2 separate regions of the Hordeum vulgare genome follow, and region 2 is linked to region 1. The links are chromatin contacts, called in public Hi-C maps. All regions are on one chromosome and are shown on one strand. The core of a region is the stretch at or near the end of the contact, and the rest is flanking DNA. Distances in the headings are between cores, read along the strand shown.

Region 1 (4,767 bases), core at 1,273-3,772:
ACAAAAGATGTGAAATACCCATAGCTCTTCTGCATACCTTGATGGGAGTACTGTCACTAACAGAAACACCATGCTTGAGAATTGCAGATGATCTATCATCCACAAAAAGAAACAAGAACAAAGAGAGAGAGGGTAGCCTTACCGAAAGTCCACGTGACGGTGCAAATGAACCCAAGAGGGCTCTATTTAATTTGACAGAAATACCTCACCAACGTGACATAAAACATTAACCTCTCGTCAAAAGTAGTGAAAAAAGGAGGACATGCTAAAGGTATGGTGACTGAATTCAAATTTTGGGCAAGTCACTTCTTTTAACCGACCAGCTAAGTACTCACTCCGTAAGAAATATAAAAGCGTTTTGAAGTAATTTTGAAGAGTTTGAATATCAAGGTTTTTAAAACCAGAAGTAATTTATTTTTGTATGAACACACTGGCCGTTGTGGCATTAGAATATTTTTTCTCTTTTTCCAAGGATGCGAATACGAGTACACTCTTTCTGATGATGCGTGCGTTCACGTGCAGCGGCGAAAGGAACAATTGTCCGCCAGACTAGATCGAGTAATAAATACTCCTAGTATCCCCGAAAACAAAAAGAAAGGGAAAAAATATTGCCTATAGGTGTGGGTGCTTTGTAACTCGCCCACTCACCGTTCATGCGTGTTTAAACGAATCTTGACAGTTTTTGATAAATTTTATGTTATGTAGGAAGGAATGGTGTGTGAACGTCTATCAGTTTACTCACACATCTGTTTCACGCACGCAAATCCCGCGGCTGCCAACACTACGTGTGGTGGAACTGACGTCGCGCCCACACACCCTCACGTCTGTTAGTTGCCATGTTTTTTCAATGTTACATGACAACCGAATGGAACTGCCGTCGCACGCCCATACACCTGTCAGTTGCCATGTCTTTTCCATTACATGGCAACAGAATGAAACTGCCGTCGTGCGCCCACACGCCTGTCAGTTGTCATGTCTTTTTCAGCGTTACATGACAACTCGGTGCAACTGCCGTCGCGCGTCAACACGTCTGTCAGTTGTCATGTCTTTCTAGTGTTACATGACAATGCAGTTGTTCAAATATAACGACTGCAGTTGAGCAACCATGGTAATTATAATTGTTCAGACATGACAACTACAATTAATCAAACAATTGACACGGTTCAGCAACCATGACAACTGTCATGCCCAAGGCACACGGGACCGCGAGGTGACAGGTCGAACGCACGGGCTGCGAGGCAGGAGTCCGGACGTGTGGACGTTAACTGTTTGTCCAGGCGTAGACGTACAGTCTATTTCTCTTGCACACCATACGAGACGTGTATCAAGACTCCTATAACATCTACTCCCTCTATAAACTAATATAAAAGCGTTTATAGATAACTAAAATAGTGATCTAAACCTCTTTATATTAGGTTACAGAGCGAGTACACGTATGGGCAATATGAAGGAAGACCCAAAGAAAATGTTTTCTTGGCAAGAGGAAAAAGAAAAACCCACCCGCAACTCTCCTTCTTCCTCTGTACGCCGTGTCTATAAATGCCGCCTCGTCCCGTCTGCAACCCCGAAACCGTCCCCTCCGCAGTGGAAAATCGCACCAACACCAACACGCCCCCTACCCTCTCCCCTCTCCCACCGCCGCCCCCCCAAATCCCACCTACTCCTCACCGTCACCGCATCCCTCCGGCCCCCCACGCGGCACGGGCGCGCGGACACGCAGCGCCGACGAGGTGGATCGGGGAAGAAGGACCGCGCACACGTAGCAGGAGACGGGCGGGCACGGGACGGACGGGACCGAGTTCGTTCCTTCCTTCTTTCATCCGTGCGCTGCCGCTGCTGCTGCGGCTACTGCTGCATTTAGACGGGGGAAAATCCACCGAATCTCCCCCGTCACCCGCCTCGTCCGGCGAGCCGGAAGAGGCCAAAAAACCCTCCTTTGTTCCCATCTGCGCCCGCCGCCCGCCGCCTGAGCTCTCCCGCGAGCGGCCGCGCCCGCCCCCACCACCCCCTGCCACCGCAACCGCACCGTGGCCGGGTGGGAGGCCCCCGATGCCTTTTAAACCCCTCGCCGCCCCCCTCCCCCTCCTCCTGACGCCCCCGATCCCCCCCACCCCCACCCAATGCCGCGCCTCCGCCACCACACCCTCCCCCTCACGGAGGCCGCCGCCGCCGCCGCGCACGCCGCGCTGCTCGCCCTCGCGCTCCTCCTCCTGCTCCTCCGCGGCGCCCGCGCCCTCGCCTCGCGCTGCGCCTCCTGCCTCAAGCCGCCCCGCCCCCCCGCCGTCGATGGGGCCCTCGCCGACGCGCCCCTCGCCGCCTCCTCGGGCGTGTGGTTCAGGGCCGCCCTCGCCTGCTGCGGCTACGCCCTGCTGGCGCAGCTCGCCGCGCTGAGCTACGAGGCCGCGGTCGCGGCGCCGCCCGTCGAGGCCGAGGCGCTGCTGCTGCCGGCCGTGCAGGCGCTGGCTTGGGCGGCCCTGCTGGCGCTCGCGCTGCGGGCGCGCGCCGGCGGCCGCGGCAGGTTCCCGGCGCTCGTGCGGGTCTGGTGGGTGCTCGCCTTCGCGCTCTCCGTCGCCATCGCCTTCGAAGACTCCAGGCGCCTCATGGGCGGCGCCGACCATGATGTGGACTACGCGCACATGGTCGCCAACTTCGCGTCGCTGCCGGCCCTCGGCTTCCTCTGCTTGGTTGGTGTCATGGGTTCCAGCGGTGTCGAGTTGGAGTTTAGTGATGATGACACCGGTGTCCATGAGCCCCTGTTGCTCGGCGGCCAGCGCAGAGATGCCGAGGAGGAGCCCGGCTGCCTCCGGGTGACTCCCTACGGGGATGCCGGGATTCTCAGCCTCGCAACGCTCTCATGGCTCAGCCCGTTGCTCTCGGTTGGGGCCAAGAGGCCGCTGGAGCTGGCTGACATACCCTTGCTGGCTCACAAGGATCGTGCCAAGTTCTGCTACAAGGCCATGAGCAGTCACTATGAGCGCCAGCGGATCGAGTGCCCTGACAAGGAGCCATCGCTGGCATGGGCAATACTCAAGTCCTTCTGGCGGGAGGCGGCCATCAACGGCTGCTTCGCCGCGGTGAACACCGTCGTGTCCTATGTCGGCCCCTACCTGATCAGCTACTTTGTGGACTACCTCAGTGGCAAAATTGCATTCCCCCATGAAGGTTACATCCTTGCCTCCGTATTTTTCGTATCAAAGCTGATTGAGACGCTCACTGCTCGCCAGTGGTACCTGGGCGTGGACGTCATGGGGATCCATGTCAAGTCCGGCCTGACGGCCATGGTGTACAGGAAGGGCCTCAGGCTGTCGAATGCCTCAAAGCAGAGCCATACGAGCGGTGAGATTGTGAATTACATGGCCGTTGATGTGCAGCGGGTGGGGGACTATGCATGGTACTTTCATGACATATGGATGCTTCCACTGCAGATCATCCTTGCGCTCGCCATCCTTTACAAGAATGTCGGGATCGCCACCGTTTCGACATTGATAGCCACTGCGCTGTCGATTGCTGCCTCGGTTCCTGTGGCGAAGCTGCAGGAGCACTACCAAGATAAGCTAATGGCAGCAAAGGATGAGCGTATGCGCAAGACTGCAGAGTGCTTGAAGAGTATGAGAATTCTCAAGTTGCAGGCGTGGGAGGACCGGTACAGGATAATGCTTGAAGAGATGAGGAACGTTGAATGCAGGTGGCTCAAGTGGGCTTTGTATTCACAGGCCGCAGTTACGTTTGTTTTCTGGAGCTCGCCAATCTTTGTCTCGGTCATAACTTTCGGCACCTGTATATTGCTTGGTGGCGAGCTCACTGCCGGAGGTGTTCTCTCTGCTTTAGCAACTTTTAGGATCCTTCAAGAGCCTCTGAGGAATTTCCCTGATCTCATCTCCATGATAGCTCAGACGAGGGTGTCTTTGGACAGGTTGTCTCACTTCTTGCGGCAAGAAGAGCTGCCGGATGATGCAACAATAAGTGTTCCACAGGGCAGTACAGACAAGGCAATCGATATCAGGGATGGCAATTTCTCTTGGAACCCATCTTGCTCAACCCCTACACTCTATGGTATACAACTTAGTGTGGTAAGAGGCATGAGAGTAGCAGTCTGTGGTGTGATTGGTTCTGGCAAATCAAGTCTATTGTCCTCTATACTTGGGGAGATACCCAGGCTGTCTGGCCAAGTAAGTACATGCATAAAAGAAAAGAGTTGATGCTAACTTGAATGACGGCTTAATTACATTTTCCTTCTGCTCCTTATCCAGGTTAGGGTCAGTGGTACAGCAGCATATGTTTCTCAGACTGCCTGGATTCAGTCTGGAAATATTGAGGAGAACGTTCTTTTCGGCACTCCAATGGACAGACCGCGTTATAAGAGAGTACTCGAGGCTTGCTCCCTGAAGAAAGATCTTCAGTTGCTCCAGTATGGAGATCAGACCATCATTGGCGACAGAGGCATTAATTTGAGTGGAGGTCAGAAACAGAGAGTGCAGCTTGCGAGAGCACTGTACCAAGATGCTGATATTTATTTGCTTGATGACCCCTTCAGTGCTGTTGATGCTCATACTGGAAGTGATCTATTTAAGGTCGGTGCCGATGTTGCCTTTTATCCTATTTTTTTAAAGGTGCTTCTGTTTCATAACATGTCTGGGTTTTGCGCTGCAGGACTATATATTGGGGGCACTAGCTAGCAAAACAGTAATTTATGTAACCCATCAAGTCGAGTTCCTACCAGCTGCTGACTTGATATTGGTAATAACATTTTTCTCACAATCTAAGCAC
Region 2 (4,767 bases), core at 949-3,448, 150 kb before region 1:
AGCAACTCTATCACACCTTGTATCCGACTGGCCCACAAAACACGTTTGCAGTTTGGGAGAAATCGTTTTTGCGGACTGGTTCAGACGGCTGCAGATGCAAACCCCCCAAACGAATCCGTATTAAAATATATTCGTCGAATATGCTTTTATACGGATCGACTTTCGCGGGCGCATCGATCCGAAAACAGAAAACGCTGAATTCTCGTATTTGACATAAGTTCTCACAAATAAGTTCAAATTCGAACAAACATAATACGGTTTTACGTACAAATAAAAGCCAAGTTCAGTACGACAAATGCAAAAGAGTGACTTGCGTCATCTTGGTCGATCTTCACTCCGCGCCATCGAGTCCATCGTGGAGTTCTTCGATCTTTGGCTTTTCCCACATTTTGATTACGATTGCTCATACGCTTCCGCTTCGATCTCCGCCAAATCGTCCTCACAACCATGATCATCCATGCCGCCCTCCGTTTTATTGTAGTCGAATGCGGCGAACGGGGCTTGATCAATGTCAACGGCGTTGGTGTCCAACAAGTTCACGAACTCAGAAGTTGGATTGTTTGAACCACCGCTATATTGAATGATTAAGAAGTGACGAGCTATCACGACAAATGGCGAAAACGAAATGAAATGGCCATGACCGAAGACGCATACCTTCCTACCATTTCGTCGAACACCTCGCTTGCGGGGGAACGACACCGTTGAACGGCATCGCCGGGGCATCTCTTTCCGGGATGGAGTGAGAGGATGAAGGAGGCGGCTTGTTTGTAGCCGGAATCTTCTTCCTCTTGATGCCCGCGACCTTGGTGACCCTCTCCGCCGCCGGCCGAGATCGCGCAACAACGTTAGCGCCCGGAGCGCGAGCCTTCGCGGCGGGGGCTGCCGGATTTCCGCCCTGCACGACAACGTTGCCCTGCCGCTTGCGGGCAGGCGCGGTGCTAGCTAGAGTCACGGCGGGGCCAACATGGCCGGCGACAAGATCCGCCTGAGGGGAAGGAGCGTGCGCGACCTCGACGGTGACGGGGGGCAGCAAGGAGGCGTCCATGGCGGCGAGGGACTGCCGCGGAGGATGCACCGGAGCGTGAGGTGGCGAGGCAACGGTGGCGGCGGGTGGATCGAGCGGGAAAGGCCACGCGGAAATGTCTCCCCTGCCAAATCTCGCTGCGGATAGGGGCTGAGCTCGGGTCGACCTCCCAACCCGTGAAACTAGAGGTTGGAGGAGAAGTTTTGACGCGCCCCGCAAAAATATCTACGGGCTGGGGCGATATACGGGGTCTGATCGGAAAATCCTGACCAAATTTGGAAGCGCGAACATTTTTTTAAGCTTGAGAACAAGTTTTGAAATGAAAAATATTTTTTTTGAATTCCTGAAACTTAATCAGCTGTTGTATTTAGAAGGAGAAATTATAAATGGAAATCTTTTTCAAATTAATCAGTTGTTGTATTTCTGAAACTTAATCAGCTGTTGTACATGGGCATTTGTAAAAAAAGTTCAAAATGGGAACATTTTTTCAAATTCTCGAACATTTTCCAAACTTCAGAACATTTTTTCAAATTCCGATACATTTTTTGCAAACTAAGAACATTATTTAAAACGTAAACAGAGGAAATTGGGAACATTTTTTTAAAATTCCGAAACATTTTTTAAAGCCCTGGAAATAATTATAGATTCCGGAACATTTTTTAATTTCCTAAAGATTTTTGAAATTCTGGAACATTTTTTCAAATTCTGGAACATTTTTCAAACTCCAAAATATTTTTTGAAAAATCCAGAACATTTTTTCAAATTCCGAAACAATTTTTTTAAATTGAGAACATTTTTGAAATTCCAGAACATTATTTAAAACATACACAGAAAAAATTGGGAACATTTTTTAAAATTCCAGAAAATTTTCACGATTCCGGATCATTTTTTTCAAATTTCGAAATATTTTTCAAATGCTGAACATTTTTGCAAATTCAAGAATAATTTGTCAGATCCCGAAACATTTTTTGAAAACCCAGAACATTTTTGAAACAGAAACAGAAAAGAAAAAAAAAGTTTAGGAAAAGTTTCGTAAAACCAAGACAAACTGGTTGGAACATTTTCCCAAACCGGAGGTATTGGCGTATAAACGGATCGGCCCATTCCCAAACGTGCCCGAAGCCCCGACAAGCGACGCAGAGAGCATCAAATAAGGATATCCGATAAGATTTTCCATCTCAAAAACTCCTCCTATTCGGGGTGCTACGCTACGGAAAGCGTGCTGGGACAAGGCCCTTTTAAGCACGGTACCCTGTTTATTTTATATCTTTTCCCATAATTTTTTATTTTATTTTACTTATGTTTCTTTATTTTCTTTATTATTTTGAAAAATAGGTATTTCCACAAATACAAAATTAGTTTTGAGGATAAAAAATAAATCTGTGATTTAAAAATGTTTACATATTTGACAAATATTCATGATACTGAATAAACATGTTCATGAATTCAAGATCTATGTTCAGGAGGTTTTCAAAAAATGTTGAAATTCAGAAAATGTCCACGAATTACAAAAACAAATCATCAATTAAAAATATATTCGCTGACCCAAAAAAATTTAATGTATTTGAAGATTCTACTTCATTTGACAGATGTTTGTCGTAACAAAAAGTTGTTTGTGCATTTGAAAACAAATTCCAAATTTCCACGAAATATTCACTGATTTAAAATACAGTTCCGTGGGGAAAAAGTGTCCCGAACAGACCCATAAACGCAGGAGACCCTTAAATTTTTTTTAAAGGGCGCGGTAAAAGTGCCCCTCTGATCCGTGAATACAAAATTTTCGTCCCCATCCCGTCGGTGCCTTGTATCTCGCAAAAGCGGATGGCAGGAGGGACATTTCAGTCCGTATTGGTTCCGTCCCCCATTTCATAGCGCCACCGTCCACCAGCCGCTAGCGATTCTGGCCATACCCCCCGCCGGAATCACGTCGCCGGACCGCTCCCGAGCCCGCTCAACCGCGCCGCCTTGCCGCCTCATCGAATCCACCGAGCCCGTCGCCCCCGGCCGCGTGTAGGACCGGATTGACCCCTGCCGAGCCACCGCCGGCTCCAGCCCACCTCTGCCTCGGATTCGCAAGTTTGCCGCCGCCCCCAGCCCGTCGCTGGCGAGTCCTTTCGTGCCCTTGTCTAGTTTGAATTAATGGTGAATCTGGCAAAGAATATCCTTTCATGCGACCTCGGGTGCACCATTTTTATAGATAGATTTGAGCCCTTGCAAGGAGTTTTTGCTCGAGGATTCGTGCTCGTGGGACAACTCGGACATAGAGTCGCTGCTCGAGAGACATCAGCGGCAAATGGTGGTGGTCGTGATCGCCGTGAAGGAGTACGAGGATAGAAACCGGAAGAGACGACGAGGATCGACCGTCGGGCGCTATTTTATCCCTCGCAACCGCCAATTTGGGAACGAGATGCTCATGCAAGACTACTTCGCGGACAGTCTAACATATCCGTCGCACCTCTTCTGAAGAAGGCATCGAATGCGCCAATCCCTCATCATAAATTTTGTGCAAACTTGCGAGGCAAATTCTTGTTTTTTACTCAAAGGAGAAACGCCGTTGGCTTGACAGGTTTTAGCGTATATCAAAAAATATCGGCAGCTATGCGAGTGATTGCATATGGGTGTGTTTGGTAGCATTTTCCAACCTAACATGGTTGTTCTTGTCTGATACATGCTGACTGTAACATGCTGAGTACATGCATTTCGTGTTGTTTAGTAGTGGTGTATGTGCTGAGATATATTCAACTGAGAATCTGTTTAGTAGCTTATATCTCCTTAGACATGTCGGCCGATACTGTAGCAACCGGTATTTTCAAATAAGTAAACAAAACATTTAAAAAACGTGATTTTTTTAAACACGGGGAAATATATTTTGTTCAAAATTAAATATCTTTTGAAATTTCAATTTTTTTAAAAGTTTGATCTTTTTTAAAATTTAAACAAATATTGAGAAATTGATTATTTTTTTTAAAATAAATTTTTAGAAAATCCAAACAGTTTTTGAAAATTTGGAAAAAATGTAAGTTCGTACATTTTTTAAAATCACGACATTTTTATAAATTTTTAACAAATTTTAAAATTCAGGAGATTTTTTAAAATTTTGGAAAAAAAATAAAATCTAGATAATTTTTAGTGTTTTGTGCATTTTCCGAAATTTTTTTTAAAAAAATTTGAAGATTTTTTCATACACATTGTCACTTGCCTCATTCATGCATGCTCACTAGTGAACGACTCTTGGGTGTTCACTCTTCGTGCATGTTAAGAGGGTAGTTGGATTAAGCTCATGCATGCTAAGGAGGCCCCATGCAAGCTACTAATACTCAAAAGTGGGTTGATAAGGAAACTCTTGAGCTCATGCACACTCCATGCACTCTACCAAACAAACTCTATGACGTTCCAGCTGACTATGTCGATAAATATCTTCGCATTAGTGAAGATACCAAGGTTTGTCATCGTTCGTGGTCCTGCTTGTTTTTGAGACAAACGAACCCTTAAGAACTCATGAATTCCTGTGTGATTCTTCACAACATGATCCTCGAAGATGAGAGGGACATGAACTTGGAATTCTTGTACAACAATGTCGGTAGCCGTGTGAAGACAACTAAAGATCCTAACCGTATACAAGCATTAATTCAGACATACCGACATATTAAGGACGCAAACACCCACTGTCAGTTTCAGAAGGATCTCATTGAGCACAATTAACAAAGACATGGGCAGTAATTTCTGTCATTTTTTCATTCATT

What was found. Hi-C and Micro-C count contacts between places; a contact is called where the count stands out from the background.
Region 2: a contact with region 1 is called in a Hi-C map of leaf, with 2.5 times the contacts expected there. The contact joins the enhancer-like site here to the promoter of LOC123449859 in region 1. A contact is called at or near these places in 4 of 6 Hi-C or Micro-C datasets (leaf and seedling) and 1 of 1 datasets of contacts at active chromatin or transcription factors (embryo).

What each region holds. Positions count from the first base shown.
Region 1 is chr4H:593,207,107-593,211,873 of MorexV3_pseudomolecules_assembly, reverse strand. LOC123449859 (ABC transporter C family member 13) reads left to right here and starts at 2,522. Exons shown (of 11, transcript XM_045127211.1): 1 at 2,522-4,169; 2 at 4,251-4,571; 3 at 4,651-4,737. The coding sequence starts at 2,601.
Region 2 is chr4H:593,357,277-593,362,043 of MorexV3_pseudomolecules_assembly, reverse strand. No RefSeq gene overlaps it. Among protein-coding and RNA genes, the nearest start is that of LOC123447389, 16 kb to the left of the region's middle. Within about 2 kb of position 2,198, at least 1 of the 3 cell types and tissues checked has open chromatin away from gene starts, as enhancers often do. A contact at or near this core is called in leaf, where this site is marked.